Linked DNA regions of Bos taurus: region 2 is linked to region 1. The links are chromatin contacts, called in public Hi-C maps. All regions are on one chromosome and are shown on one strand. The core of a region is the stretch at or near the end of the contact, and the rest is flanking DNA. Distances in the headings are between cores, read along the strand shown. Region 1 holds the start of HSD3B7 (hydroxy-delta-5-steroid dehydrogenase, 3 beta- and steroid delta-isomerase 7). Region 2 holds the start of PRSS36 (serine protease 36).

Region 1 (2,999 bases), core at 171-2,670:
GACGCTGCCCTCGGCCCGCAGCCCAACTGCTATGCCAAGGTGATCACCATCGAGTCCCAGAAGAAGATCGTGATCTACTCGAAGCAGCCGATCGGCGTGGATGAGGAGATCACCTACGACTACAAGTTCCCGCTGGAGGACAACAAGATCCCGTGTCTGTGCGGCACGGAGAGCTGCCGCGGCTCCCTCAACTGAGGTGGGGCAGGACTGGTGCCCTCACCCCTATTTATTCCCCCTCGCCGCCCTGAGCTCCCAGCGCTCCCAGCCTTAGTGGGCTCAGTGGGGCCCACCTGCCCCTCTTGGAATGTGGGCTTGGGGGCCCTGAGCCCAGCGAGGGGGCCTGAGTCCCTTGAGGCACCTTCTGCGGGACCCCTCTTGCCCCTGCCCTCCCTCCCATCCCCCCCAATTTTTTTTTCTTTGCGGAGAAGAAGCTGTAAATGTTTTGTAGCTGCCAGCAGCTGTTTCCTGTGGAAACCTGGGGTGCCGGCCTGTACAGATCCTGTTCTTGGGGGGCCTCCCAGCCCCCATGCTTTGTGTTAATGGGGACTCCCCCTCTGTGCCCTGCGTGCACCCCTCCCCAGTTTAGGGGTCTCTGGGGGCAGTGGCCATGTTCTCCCCCTGGAGGGGGCGCTGCGCCCCCAGTCCTGGGGACTCCGTGCCTGGAACCCTGCCTCATCTGTTCCTGCCAGACCCGTGGGTCACCCTCCCACCTGGTGTCTGGAAGCTCTGGCTTTGCCAGGCCAGGATGGTGGGGGGCAGGCCCTTCCTGTTGGGCTGGACTGTACATATGTTAATAGTGCAAACCTGACGCCACATTTTTATAATTGTGATTAAACTTTATTGTACAAAAGTGCTTGGTCAGTATCTTTGGGAAGGAGTAGGGTGGGATGGGGATTGAGGACAGAGGGTGGGACAAACGAAGATGGTGGGGGAACAGGTGGCCTGCAGTTTGACGTGGGTAGAGGGGCTTTGGGGCCAGAGCCTAGACCTGCAGACTCAGCCCCCATCACTTTGGGCCACCTGATAGGCTGGACCAACCATCCAGAAATCCCCGCCAAGGCCAGCCAGAGCCAGGCCAAGGTCAGGCCTCCCTTCCCTTCCCAGAACCACAGCTGCTGCTGGGCTCCGGGTCTCCTGGGAGGTCCACCAAGAGGGAAACACTGATGTCATGCACTGGAGTGAGGTCACCCTGCCTGCCCTGTTCTGCAGCGGCCAAAACCCCTACTCAGCACCCACCCAGCAGGTTCTGTTTCCCCATCCCCATTCCACAAGCTCTCTGCTGGAACCAGAAGCCCATGCAGCACAGAGTGGCCACCAGAGGGTGCCCTGTGGCAAGGCTGGAGGGCGGAGAGGTGGAGGCTGGGCTGGTCTCTGTTCCTGGAATGGGCCAGGAGGGAGGAGGAGCAAGCGGAAGGGGACCGTGTGGCGCTGGCCCAGGAGACACAGAAGACCGCCTCGGTGCCTAGTTGGGCGCCCTAGGACTCTGGCTGCAGGTAGGTCCCTTCCCCCAGCTCCGCCCTTCCCGCCTTCCTCTACCCGCTGCCCCAGCTCCCTGCCAACCACCCTTCATTTTTGGCCCCTGAACTTCTCCCTCCCTCAAACCCTGACCCCTTCCTCCATGCCAAGCCTGCCCCCTTATCTCGGGAACTGCAGCTGGTAGGGTCAGAGGGCAGGTAGCCTGGCCACTTGCACTCACAGCCACAGCCTCCAGAAAACGCTCCGGCCCCTGGATCATTGCTCCGGTTGACTGAGTCAGAGGCCCCTTCTAGGAGGAAAGGGGCAGCCCGTGCTGGGGCAGTCGGCGGCAGGCCACCCAGGTGAGGCAGGGTGTCTTTCCCCAGCCAGGTATGGCCGACTCTGCCGAAACCCAGGAACTGGTATACCTGGTCACAGGTGGCTGTGGCTTCCTGGGGGAACATGTAGTCCGAATGCTGCTGCAGCGGGAACCCCGGCTCCGTGAGCTGCGCATCTTTGACCTACACCTGGGTCCTTGGCTGGAGGAGCTGAAGACAGGTGACTGGGGGGAGAGATGGGGGAGGGACAGCAGAGGGTGGGGAGGGTGTGGACTCCTTTCCGAGTGGCGGAAAAGATGATGCCTGTTATGTCTCTCCGGGGGAAGCAGATAGGATGAATGAGTCATTAGGAAAATGTGGCTCCTGAGGGTGTGGGCCAAGCCCAGCAGCTGGCTGATGGTCTCAGCTCTGACATTGCCTCCGCCCGCCCCTACCCGCTCCCAGGGCCCGTGCAGGTGACGGCCATCCAGGGGGATGTGACCCAGGCCCACGAGGTGGCAGCGGCCGTGGCCGGAGCCCACGTGGTCATCCACACAGCTGGGCTGGTGGACGTGTTTGGGAAAACCAGTCCTGAGACCATCCACGAGGTCAACGTCCAGGGTAAGCTGCTCCCTACCTGTTCTGACCGTGTCCTTAGTACTCCCTGGCCCGTGGCCTGATCTTGGCTGTTTGTTCCCTGCTCCCTTTTTGACCCTGACCTCTGATCACCCTGTGACAATCTGTCCCTTCTGCCCCTGTGGTGGCAGGCCGGTCCTCACTGAACTCTGTGGTTCTCCCCAGGCCTGGGGAAGGCGGGCACGTATCCTCGTCCAGTGTTGGGATGGGGAGGAAGCTTCAGTTTGGACACACAGCCCCCTACCTCCCTCAGGCACACAGAATGTGATCGAGGCTTGTGTGCAGACTGGAACACGCTTCCTGATCTACACAAGCAGCATGGAAGTCGTGGGGCCCAACATCAAAGGCCAGCCCTTCTACAGGTGAGCTGAGGCCCCCCGTCCTCCCAGGGCCCCACCTCCCTCAGCACTAAGAACGTTCCCTCTCCCCCTACTAGGGGCAATGAGAACACCCCCTATGAAGCCGTACACCGACATCCCTATCCTTGCAGCAAGGCCCTAGCTGAGCAGCTCGTCCTGGAAGCCAATGGAAGGGAGGTGAGACTTGAAAAGATGAGATGTGGGAGATGCGGCTGCCTGGCAGAGGCAGAAC
Region 2 (2,999 bases), core at 292-2,791, 150 kb after region 1:
CCAGATCAGGGATCAAATCAGTATCTTCTGCTTGGCAGGTGGATTTGGAAACCCTGTAAATATTATTATTATTATTATTAGATGTTATCTTTGTTATTAAATGGCTTCATCTATTTTGCACCCTAAAGCATCCTTGTTACTCAGAACAGTCCCTGGAACTCTGTAGATACTTTTTATATATTTGCAGAATCAATGAATGAATGAGTGATGGAATCCCTCTGTTTGTCCTCATTCTAGTGTTGCAGTGCCCTTCCAGTAAGGGTGGGGTGGGTGACAGGGTGTTAGGGCCTAAATCAGAAACTTAGAAGTTCGTAGGCCTACTCCATAAGTATTTTTCTAGGAAAAAAGTGTCTAAAACGTGTCTACAAACAAAGTTCTGGTAACTCAGGTCAAAGGTAAATTGGGAGGGAAAATCTGTATGGCACATGTACTAGGAATAACCTCCTTTGTCTTGTTTTAGTAGATACTTTCAAATTTCCTTCTCTAGGAACTTTGACTAGAGTGCAAGTTGCAAGTTAATTTGAATTTCACGTTTTGTCCGCATTCTTATAGAGAGTAAAAAGACTTCAGAACACTGCAAAGTGTTCATATAACCAACAAAAGGAGTGTTTTGCAGCTGCACAGACCTGGATTCAAATCAGGATACCTGTTCTATAATCACGGATTGTACTTGGCCCGAGTCTTATTTTTCTTATCTATAAAATGGGGATAGCTTACTTTCTTCATAAGACTGTGTTGGGAAAGCATTTAATTGTGCATTTTGAAACCACTTCAGCTCTATACAAATATCAGTTACTACTGGATCTCCACATTGGTTTCTTGATAGAGTTTCAGGAAAATATCTGTGAAAGGGTGGGAGATACCTCATCTAATCTCAACGCTCTTTGAGATCCGGAGTGTTTGGGCTTTCCCGTCCAACAGCTAGTCAGGGGCCAAGCCTTGAGGACGCTGGGTGGGCGATCAGTGCTTGATCAGACTAGGACCGAAGGGTCCGGGCTAAACTCCCTGCTTTATTTCTTTCATGTCAAAAGTCACAATCTACAAACCCTGATAAGGACTCAAGAGATGTAAGCCAGAAAGACGATGAGTGAAAACGAGACGCTGAGAGAGGGTCTGTGTCTGTTGTCTTGGGAGGAACATTAGAGCCAGAGAGGGAGGGTGTGCCGGAGGGAGTTCGCGTCTGAAAAAGGGTAAGGGGAACGGAACGCAGGAACTCCACGCCCCGAGTGAAAGTGAGGCCCAGTGAAAGGGGCCAGCCAGAGGAATTTCGGTTCCCGCCCTACGACTCCCGGCTTTGACTACAGTTCCGCCCGCAGAAGCCCTGGGCCCCTTGCCCCGCCCCTAGGGGTTAATCGGATCATACCATTATGCCATCCTAGGGGCGGATCTGAAACGTGCGCTAGTCTTGCAAAGCAAATATTTCTTTGTCAGAAAAAACAGGATTATCTATATGATCTGAACAGTTCTTAGTTAATACATTTCCTTTCTGCCTGCTAGGATCCTCTATATTCCCTGAAGAGTGCCAGGAGTCCGGCCATGTTTCCCCCTTTCCTTTCCGTAGTTGGTACGTTCCCCTGGGAGACGTAGGCGGGGAGGCGTACATAAACCTCGACGCAGGAGGCGGGGCTGCTCAGTCCTCGAGGCGTCGGTGCTCTGTAGTGTTGGAATCTTGTTGCTTGTCGGCCTGTGCGCGCGTGCGCGGACATGGCCTCAAACGGTATGTAAGGGCGCGAGGCGGTGGTGGCGCGCCGGCCCCGGATCTCATTCCCTCCCAGTCCGGCTTTTGTTTTTCGGTGGGACCCGAGCGGCTGTAGAGTGCAGGATCGTTTCCTCGCACCACTGGCTGGAAGCAGCGGAGAGGGGTGGAAGGGGGAGGCCGATGTCGCCATTTTGTTTTGCTCCTCTGGCGCCTCGCGTGGGGCGGGAGGTCGTCCCTTCGTTGCCCCCTTCCTTGAGGTGAGGGTTGGGAGGGACGCAGCTTAGTGATTGGGAATGGGAGGCACGGATGGAAATGCTCGGTCTCCGTACCCTCTTCTCCCCCTCGTCCCCAGCCCCGCGCTCGGGCCCGCTTTGTCGCAGTGCTGCATCCGGGCACTCGGAGGAGCGCGCACGCGCTCTGCTAGCCCCTCCTCCCCTTTCTGGCGGCGCGAACCGCCCCCCCCCTCCGGTCTCCTGTCGGCCCTGCTTTTTGTCGCGAGACCCTCGGCTGGAGGCTCCGCGGCGCGCGTCCGGTGTGGGCCGCGCCCCCGGGGTCCTTCGGGAAGGGGCGGGACCGCCTCGTTCCCGCCTCGCTTGCCACGCGGCCGGAGGCGGAGGCTCGGGGTCTGGGCCGCGCGCCCGCTTAACGGCTGGGGGTAGGGGGCTGGGGAGTGGTCCAACGGTCTTGAGGACTGGGCCCGGGGCCTATCCCGCCTAATTTCCTCTTACAGAGGTGGGAACTGAAAAGAACGGCCGCCTGAGGCCACACCCTCTCTCGGTGCTTTGGCTCTTTCCTGCGGGGGAAGCGCCTCGTTTCCTGTATCGAGGAGATGAGCCGATCAGGCCCGTGCGTCTTCCATGTGGCGCTTTAAAAAGCACTTTCGCTTCTTTGGATTCGCCTAGTCTTCCCGCAGCCCCGAGTTAGGCAAGAGGGACAGGAAAACGCACTCATTTGGGAGCCACAGGGCTGGGGGCTTGAGTGCCAGCCAACGTGCTGATCAGAATGCTCTCTTCCCTTGGTTAGCTGGCTTTGCACCAAAAGTTCCCATTTCCAGGCTCCAAGATTGGGCAAAGGGTGAAGCGTGGCCCTTTGTAAGACATTCTTGTTTCGATTGAGAAAGCGGAGGCTCCCTTCGGCACAATTCTGCCTCTGGCTTGAATTAAAAACCTGTCCTGCTGAAACAGCTGTGTGATTTCAGCCTAACTCTTGGCGGTGTCTTCCTCCTCGAGGGGGCGTGAGATAGAAATGTGTGTAGATCTTTGCAGTTCCTGACATCGATTGAAGTTGCGGACAGTTGCTG

What was found. A called contact is a pair of places that touch in the nucleus more often than the background predicts.
Region 2: a Hi-C map of liver shows a contact between it and region 1, with 3 times the contacts expected there. The contact joins the promoter of PRSS36 here to the promoter of HSD3B7 in region 1. A contact is called at or near these places in 2 of 11 Hi-C or Micro-C datasets (liver and skeletal muscle).

The regions. Positions count from the first base shown.
Region 1 is chr25:27,117,904-27,120,902 of ARS-UCD2.0, forward strand. It overlaps HSD3B7 (hydroxy-delta-5-steroid dehydrogenase, 3 beta- and steroid delta-isomerase 7), which reads left to right and starts at 1,421. Exons shown (of 7, transcript NM_001034696.1): 1 at 1,421-1,493; 2 at 1,842-2,013; 3 at 2,238-2,393; 4 at 2,662-2,770; 5 at 2,845-2,944. The coding sequence starts at 1,848. It overlaps SETD1A (SET domain containing 1A, histone lysine methyltransferase), which reads left to right. Exons shown (of 18, transcript NM_001205433.3): 18 at 22-850. The coding sequence ends at 195.
Region 2 is chr25:27,265,977-27,268,975 of ARS-UCD2.0, forward strand. PRSS36 (serine protease 36) reads right to left here and starts at 1,542. Exons shown (of 18, transcript XM_059881689.1): 1 at 1,364-1,542; 2 at 1-53. FUS (FUS RNA binding protein) reads left to right here and starts at 1,649. Exons shown (of 15, transcript NM_173912.2): 1 at 1,649-1,717. The coding sequence starts at 1,705.